Regions from separate parts of the Macaca mulatta genome. Here all the other regions are linked to region 1. Evidence: chromatin contacts called from public Hi-C data. All regions are on one chromosome and are shown on one strand. The core of a region is the stretch at or near the end of the contact, and the rest is flanking DNA. Distances in the headings are between cores, read along the strand shown. Region 1 holds the start of XYLB (xylulokinase). Region 2 holds the start of EXOG (exo/endonuclease G). Region 3 holds the start of ACAA1 (acetyl-CoA acyltransferase 1).

Region 1 (2,700 bases), core at 75-2,574:
GTTCTCACAGGCCATGGTTGTGGTCCAGAAACATTAATACCCCACTGAAGCAATATCCAAGCTTGGGAGTATAACTACTTTCCTGGACACCTGGGGAAACTGAGGTCTAGCAAGGCAACTCGAGTCATCCAGAGTCCCACAGGACTTTCACCCCAAGGACTGGCCAGAGGCCTGCCTCCCTTGACCCATTCGAGAAGAGGGGTTTGACTGCAACTGTGTATACAAAAGGTGCCCCTGGTCACCCCATGCCCTGTTTGAAGGCAGATTTTGATTTGCTTGCCTGTTTGCAGGGCGTTGGCAGCAGCACATTGTTCCTCTGACCAGCAGTCCTGGGTCGGCAGACCAGGCAAGCTGGTGTCAACGAAGGGCGGTCACAGGGTAAAGTCCATTTGTACACTATGCATTTCACTTTTTTTTTTTTTTTTTGAGACAGGGTCCCGCTCTGTCGCCCAGGCTGGAGGGCGGTGGCGCCATCTTAGCTCACTGCAATCTCCACCTCCTGGGCTCAAGCGATCCACCTCGGCCTCCCGAGAAACTGGGACTATAGGTGTGCGTCACCATGCCTGGCTAATTTTTGTATTTTCTGCTAGAGACGGAGGTTTCTCCACATTGCCCAGGCTGGTCTCGAACTCCTGGGCTCCAGCGATCCACCCACCTCGGCCTCTCAAAGTGCTGGGATTACAGGCAAGAGCCACCAGGCCTGGCCCATTTCAATTTTTAAAAAAAGGTTTCGGGCTATAATTTGCTTCCAGGTCACTGGTTGTGCATGTGCGCAGGGCTACCCGCCTGTCTGTTCCCCTGCCTTACAGTAGCTGGCTTCCTTCGGGTCCCTGTCACTCGGTGCCCATAACAGCGCACGAACCCACCGAGTCCTCCCGCCCCTCTGGGCACCGGGGGTCCTGCCGAGGGACGCCCGCAGTTTCCTGGGGTAGCGAGGTCTAGGCGGGGTCGAGGCTGCATCTTGCGAATGGGTGGCATTGGCAGGGCATCTCCGGGCGAGGGCACCGATGCCCCACGGCCGCGCGCGGGGTAGGGGCGCGGGGTCCCGGGAAGCCCGAGAGGTAGGCGCGCCCGCGGCCGGGCCCATGTTTTTCCCGCGTCCGGGTGACAGCCCGCCCCTACCCCAGCGTAGCGGAGGAGGCGGCCCCGTGGCCCTGCGACCAGGCGACTGTACCTGCTGCGTGCTGAAGTCCCAGCCCAGGCAGCAGCGGCGAGGGGCGTGCTCCGCCATGACCCTGGCGGGTAAGGCTGCGCGTCCGTCAGTCCGTCCGTCCGCACCGCGGCGTGACTGTCGCCGCGCTCCAGCGCCCAGAGACGCAAGGGCCCGCCCCTCGCTCCGCCCGGCCGGACTGTGGACCCGAGTCACGAGGCGGGCTTGCGCTCTGGCGCCGCCTGCGGGACGACGCGAGCCGGCACCGCGTCCTGTGCAATCGACGGTGCCCCCAGGCAGCCGGCTTTCCTTCCAAGCGCACCCACTCTGGTCCTCCCCATCTTCATCTTCTCTCTACATGGGCCTTGCCTTGACACAGTCTGGCTTCCCTTAGAGGACGCCTGGGCCAGAGGTTTCAACTATAAGCCAGCTTGTCTCTCAGAGGGACCCTGCCTGTCCTTCTGGAGGCCCTATGCCTGCAGTCCTCTGTGGCTGTATCTTGGCACTGGAACAGCTGTCCGCCCCTGGGGGTGACTCAGGGGCCACAGGGAAATGGGCCCTGGGGTTGGAAGCACTGGATCCTGACAAGCCCCGCCTAGATCCAGCAAATCTGAGTGGTTCCCAGTGTGTCACATCCCTGCCGTGTATTTAAACTCAGAGCTCCTGACGCCCCCACGGGGAGACACTCATTCCTGGAGTCAGCTGGTATTGATGGTCTAAATGTGTGCCAGACGTGGTGAAGGGGAATGGGAACCAAAGTCAGACTCACTCCTTTTATTCATGGAGCTGAGGGCACCTGTCCCACCAGCTACATCCTCCTGGTCCCTAAGACTGACTGCTTTCCAGAATTCCTCCCCAAACCCAGCATGTGAGAGTCTCCTCCTACGAACTTCCCAGGCCACCAGTGCCCTTCTCATGCACTTGCAATGGTCTGTCTCCCTTGCTGAACTTGAGCTGCTCGGAGTTTACATGGGATCCTCTTCATTGCTGGAACAAGAAGGGGCCAACTTGTCCTCCAAGACATTCACAGCTTATTGGGGACACAGCCCCTCTAGCAGTCACCACCTGTGACAATAGACAAATACTGGATACTAGCTAGATCGCAAACAATTAGGCAACCTGCTGAGCACATTTAATCCTCACAATGATGCTGGGAAGTAGGTAATATTATCTCCACTTTTAAAACATTTTAAATATGGCCGGGCGCGGTGGCTCAAGCCTGTAATCCCAGCACTTTGGGAGGCCGAGGCGGGCGGATCACAAGGTCAGGAGATCGAGACCACAGTGAAACCCCCTCTCTACTAAAAATACAAAAAATTAGCCGGGCGCGGTGGCGGGCGCCTGTAGTCCCAGCTACTCAGGAGGCTGAGGCAGGAGAATGGCGGGAACCCGGGAGGCGGAGCTTGCAGTGAGCCGAGATCGCGCCACTGCACTCCAGCCTGGGCAACAGCGTGAGACTCCGTCTCAAAAAAAAAAAAAAAAAAAAAATTTTAAATAAAGGTATCTAATCTAATAAAGGTAACTATTCTAATTAAGATTAGATTACTGCA
Region 2 (2,700 bases), core at 12-2,511, 180 kb before region 1:
GAAAACAAAACAAAACAAAACAAAAACACAAACACACAATTAGTGGCTCTTAAGAACAAAAGATTATAAGGAAAAGGAGAGCGGTGTGATTTACAAAGGACTGGCTCAAAAGTCTAATCAACGAGAAAATCTCATTTTTGCAACTATGAGATGAAGAAAATAGTAGACAAAGTACGGATTTGCCTATAATCAATGAATAAACTGCAGCTACAGCGTTAACTTTTGAATAAAGACTTGATCTTACTAGTCTTTCACATCAAATTTCCAAATCATCTCTGAAGCACTGATATGTGTGCTGTTGCAAGATGACAGTAAAACTGGTACTGTTTTTCCGAGTGGGAGAAACCAAGCACACAATCAATAGTGAGTCGGTTTCGAGATAATCCTCCCCTGATGCCTTCTCAAATCCTCAACCCACCAAGGGGGTAGTTCTCTTGCTAGATGCCAAGTATCCAAAGGAGCAAGTTAAATTGGCACATCCACAAAGTGTAAGAAATGAGCACGTCTTAATTTTTTTTTTTTTTTTTTGGTCAAATGTAAGGTACTCATTGCAACATGAGTTTTTATACACTTTGGAGAGATAGCAGGTATTCTTCAACTGAACAATGACGAAAGAAGGGCAGTTAACTAATCTACTAAAACTATGTATTAATTTATTCCTTCATTCATACTTACTGAATGCCAATTATGTACCAGGTACTGTGCTGGTTAGATGATGGAGACCAAAACAGACATAGTCTCAAGTCTTACGGAGCTAACAATCTTAGTGGAGGACACAGACTTTTATTAAAACATAGATATCGCGATGAGTAATTTGGGGGAAGAAAGTCTGGCGGGGGTGGCTCTGTGAAGAAAACTAAGATGCCCGGGGTAAGGAAGGACATGAGGGAAGCCGGCCAGACGCGACGTGGGGAAAGGAGGCCGAGCCGGGAGAAAAAAGGTCAGAAACCAAGGGCCGGGTTCGGGGCCCAGCAAACGGTGAAGGCTGTCCGTCAAGCACTGCCATTCACATTCCAGGTAGGAGTCGGAGCCTGAAACCTGGGCCAGGGAAGGGAGGACGGGCCCACAGACTTACCATCCGGCTGCTTCCCTGTCAACGCTCCCTCAGCGCCCTGACTCCGGAAGAACTGCAGGGCCGTGAGCCCAGCTCCCGCAGCGCCCACTACAGCCCCGGCCACGAAGCCACTCAGAAAACGCCGGGAGCCCCGGAGGCGGGAAGCGATACTCTTGGTAGCCATCTTGCCCGAGGTACCGGCCTTTTATCACGGCGCATGCGCGCGCAGGCCGGCCCCCGTCCCGCCGCCCGCCAAACTGAGGGCCTCGTACGCCCCCTGGTGACAAACCTGGATGCCCTGGCGCATCCCCGCTTCATCCCTGGTCCACTGGGCGGGGCGATGGATGGGGAATACGATGTCTAGACGGTTTAGTGGTGTGCTATGTATAGTCTTGAGAAGAAAATGCCTTTAGTCCCATTTAACAGCGAGTAAACACTTGCATATGGTTACACTAAGGTCTCCAGAGCCGATATTCCAACTCAGGTCTATTTATTTATTTTTTTAGCGACAGGGTCTCTGTTACCCAGGCTGCAGTACAGTGGAATGATCATAGCTCATTGCGATCTCGAACTCCTTGGCTCAAGCGATCCTCCTGCCTCAGCCTCCTGAGTAGCTGGGACTACAGGCACGTGCCACACTGCCTGGCTAATTTTTTTGGCAGGAGTGGGGGAGTAGAGAAGGGGATCTCCTTATGCTGCCCAGGCTGGTATCCAACTTCTGGCCTCAAGCAATCTTCCTGCCTCGGCCTCCCAAAGTGCTGTAAGTCCAGGTGTGAGTCACTGTCCCCAACCTTCTCTTTTAAATTGGAATAACAATACTTAGACCATAGCGTTCTTGTGACGATTAAAGGAGATGACACATGTAAAATGTTTAGGGAAGTACCAGGGGCATGTCGTTAAGTGCTCTGTAAATGTTAGAAATGTTTGAGTCATCTCTACTCTTTGTCTTGATAGAATATAAAATCCAGATTGCTGAATGCCTGCTGGCAAAGAAAGGATAGATAGATTTCATGGACTACCACTCACAAATAAATGAGTTCATTTTGCAGCACAATCTCCAGCATTCCGTGTGGACTTAGTTCTTAGTAGAACTTTCAAGTTTCCTATTTCTTAGAAAACTGGTAGGAATAACTTTCATCTGATCCCACTGATGATTCACTGACCAGGAGGCCACTTCTAACAACCTACTGAAGTATGCACATTATTTTGACAGCCTCAAATGGGAAGTTACCCCCTTGCTAGGAATACCTGTTGTGAAGGACCCTGACTGGTTAAGCTACATCAACCAGAGTCCTTCCTAGGGATTTTGGATCTAGTACTCTCTCTGGGTAGCAAAGCTGTGATGTGAAACTCTGGCACTGGGCCAGGCACAGTGGCTCATGCCTGTAATCCCAGCATTTTGAGGGGCCGAGACTGGAGGATCACCTGAGGTCAGGAATTTGAGACCAGCCTGGCCAACATGGTGAAACCCCATCTCTACTAACAATACAAATATTAGCCGGGCGTGGTGGTGCGTGCCTGTAATCCCAGCTACTCGAAAGGCTGAGACAGAATTGCTTGAACCCAGGAGAGGGAGGTTGCAGTGAGCTGAGATCGTGCCACTGCACTCCAATCTGGGCAATAGAGTGAGACTGTTTCAAAAAAAA
Region 3 (2,700 bases), core at 47-2,546, 210 kb after region 1:
CCTCCTTCAGAGGTTGTAGGAAACGGGCCTTGCTTTTTGGGATCTGGTGGAGCCACAATTCTTCCACTGGGGAATCTGAGGGGTTCATACGGTCCTGCCCTAGAGGATGGCGAGGAGGGGACAAGTGGGAAGGCACCAGCTCCGCCCTCCACTGTCTCTGGGGAACACGCAATCCTGCCAGTAGGGGTAAGGGAAGACCCCTGCTGTGCTCCCCAGGTGGGAGTGGGAAAGGGACAGCTGTCTTCTGGAGCCTGAGGCATGCCGTGACCCTGCCATCAAAATGGTTGGGGACGTCATGACACTAGGTTGGGGACCACAAGGCACCCTGTCCTTTGGTGTCTGTGGGAAGCCCAGCGCTACTCTCCAGGGTCTCAGGTAAAGACATGGCCCTGCTATTGGGAGTCAAGGGGGCACGTGGCCTTGCTCTTTAGGTTTAGGGACACAGTCCTGACCTAGGGAGCCCTGGTTCATTCATTTACTCATTCAACAAGTACTTATTGATCATCTACTAAGTGTCAAGCCTGTCCAGGCTCTCTGCCTTGGTGGAGCCCCCAGCCTAGCACGGGAAATGGGCACTAATAAAATCATTCCAATTGGGTGTAAAACTGGTAAAAGTGTGAAACGTTCATTCTCCAGTTAGAGAGCTTGTCACACCCCGGCACCTCTGTAAAATCTGTTCTCCCGGCCAGTCCGGAAGCCCAAATTCCCTGTCTTCTCGAAAGAATGGGAAAGCCCACCCACGTCGGAGTAGGACTCGGGCGTCTCGGAAGTATTTAGGTCCCCCAGCTCGGGTACTGGGACCGGAGGGATAGCAGAGCCGACTAGGAAGTGGGTAGAGGAATTAGAGCCCCGGCTTCCATCTCCATCTCGCAAGCGGAAAGCGGTCCTGGCGCTCCAGCCTTCCGTTTAGCTGCGGGCAGGAGACATGGGTTTGGGGGTCGGGTCTCGGGTTTGGCTACAAAAGGTGGAAAGGCTTCCGCTCTGCATTTCTGGGCGGGGATTCGTAAAGATCCACCTTTTGGTTGGCTGCGGTAGGCTAAGGTAGGCGGGGCATTGAGTGGAAAGCTCGGCTGGGCGGTGACTGTGGGCCCTCCTATAGAGGGTTCGGTAGGCGGTGGCGGGGAGGGGCGGGTTCCCAGGCCGACTCACCTTGTGGTTGGCTGCGGCGGGAGGTGGGCGGGACTTTTGGAGGGGCGCTCGCGTCCCTTCTCAGGGCTGTGGGCGGAGTTGAGGCCTTGGAGGCTGAGATGTGGTTCTGCGCGTGCGCGGACGGCTGTCTGTTAACTCCGGCGGTCAGTTCCGCGACTGGTGGCTGGTTTGTAGGGTTGAGCTGCGCAATGCAGAGGCTGCAGGTAGTGCTGGGCCACCTGACAGGCCGGCCGGATTCCGGCTGGATGCCGCAGGCTGCGCCTTGCCTGAGCGGCGCCCCGCAGGCCTCGGCCGCGGACGTGGTGGTGGTGCACGGGCGGCGCACGGCCATCTGCCGGGCAGGCCGCGGCGGCTTCAAGGTGAGGCCCGAGGGTCTGGGTGCCGAGTGTGGGAAGACGCCAGCGCGGGCTGGGGTCCGGTTCGTATGTTTGGTTACCCTGGACGCCGGAGGCAGCTCCGCATCCAGCTGTGGTCGCTTTGTCTCCCTGGGGTGAGCAGGGGGCACTGGGGGTCACCGCGGCTCCTCTTCCTGCTGCAGGACACCACCCCCGACGAGCTTCTCTCGGCCGTCATGACCGCGGTTCTCAAGGACGTGAATCTGAGGCCGGAAGAGCTGGGGGACATCTGTGTCGGTGAGCGCACCACCCAGGCCCTGTGCTGGGCCCTTCCCGTTTTTCTGTTCGTCCAGAGCTCTCCTCACCTCCCCACCCCGAGTTTTCACTGGGGGAACCTCCATGGCCTTGACCTTTGAAGGGGGCCTGCCCCTCCACACCTGTGGGTATTTCTCGTCAGATGGGACGAGAGACTGAGAAAAGAAATAAGACACATAGACAAAGTATAGAGAAATAACAGTGGGCCCAGGAGGCCGGGACACTAGGCATGCGAAGACCTGCACCAGCACTGGTCTCCGAGTTCTCTCGGTATTTATTGATTACTATTTTCACTATCTCGGCAAGGGGAGTCCGGCAGTGTGGGGGAAAGGAAGAGAGATCAGACTGTTACTGTGTCTGTGTAGAAAAAGAAGACATAAGAAACTCCATTTTGATCTGTACTAAGAAAAATTCTGCTTTGAGATGCTGTTCATCTGTAGCCTTAATCTGTAGCCCAACCCTGTCCTCACAGAAACGTGCTGTATTGACTTAAGGTTTAATGGATTTAGGGCTGTGCAGGATGTGCCTTGTTAACAATGTGTTTGCAGGCAGTATAAAAGTCATCGCCATTCTCCATTCTCTATTAACCAGGTACACAATGCACTGCTGAAGGCCACAGGGACCTCTGCCCAAGAAAGACTGGATATTGTCCAGGTTTCCCCCAACTGAGATAGTCTGAGATATGGCCTCGTGGGAAGGGAAAGACCTTACAGTCCCCCAGCCCAACACCCATAAAGGGTCTGTGCTGAGGAGGATTAGTAAAAGAGGAAGGCCTCTTTGCAGTTGAGATAATAGGAAAGCATCTGTCTCCTGCTTGTCCCTGGGAATGGAATGTCTCGGTGTAAAACCCAACCATACATTCTATTTACTGAGTTTGGAGAAAACCACCTTATGGCTGGAG

What was found. A called contact is a pair of places that touch in the nucleus more often than the background predicts.
Region 2: a contact with region 1 is called in a Hi-C map of fetal cortical plate, with 2.8 times the contacts expected there. The contact joins the promoter of EXOG here to the promoter of XYLB in region 1. A contact is called at or near these places in 4 of 14 Hi-C or Micro-C datasets (cortical neurons, fetal cortex germinal zone, fetal cortical plate and 1 more).
Region 3: a contact with region 1 is called in a Hi-C map of liver, with 2.9 times the contacts expected there. The contact joins the promoter of ACAA1 here to the promoter of XYLB in region 1. A contact is called at or near these places in 2 of 14 Hi-C or Micro-C datasets (fetal cortex germinal zone and liver).

The regions. Positions count from the first base shown.
Region 1 is chr2:100,607,446-100,610,145 of T2T-MMU8v2.0, reverse strand. XYLB (xylulokinase) reads right to left here and starts at 1,324. Exons shown (of 22, transcript XM_077992171.1): 1 at 1,175-1,324.
Region 2 is chr2:100,785,978-100,788,677 of T2T-MMU8v2.0, reverse strand. EXOG (exo/endonuclease G) reads right to left here and starts at 1,261. Exons shown (of 5, transcript XM_077992183.1): 1 at 1,076-1,261. The coding sequence starts at 1,238.
Region 3 is chr2:100,393,270-100,395,969 of T2T-MMU8v2.0, reverse strand. ACAA1 (acetyl-CoA acyltransferase 1) reads left to right here and starts at 1,296. Exons shown (of 11, transcript XR_013413791.1): 1 at 1,296-1,508; 2 at 1,688-1,781. It also overlaps a transcript of MYD88 not described here.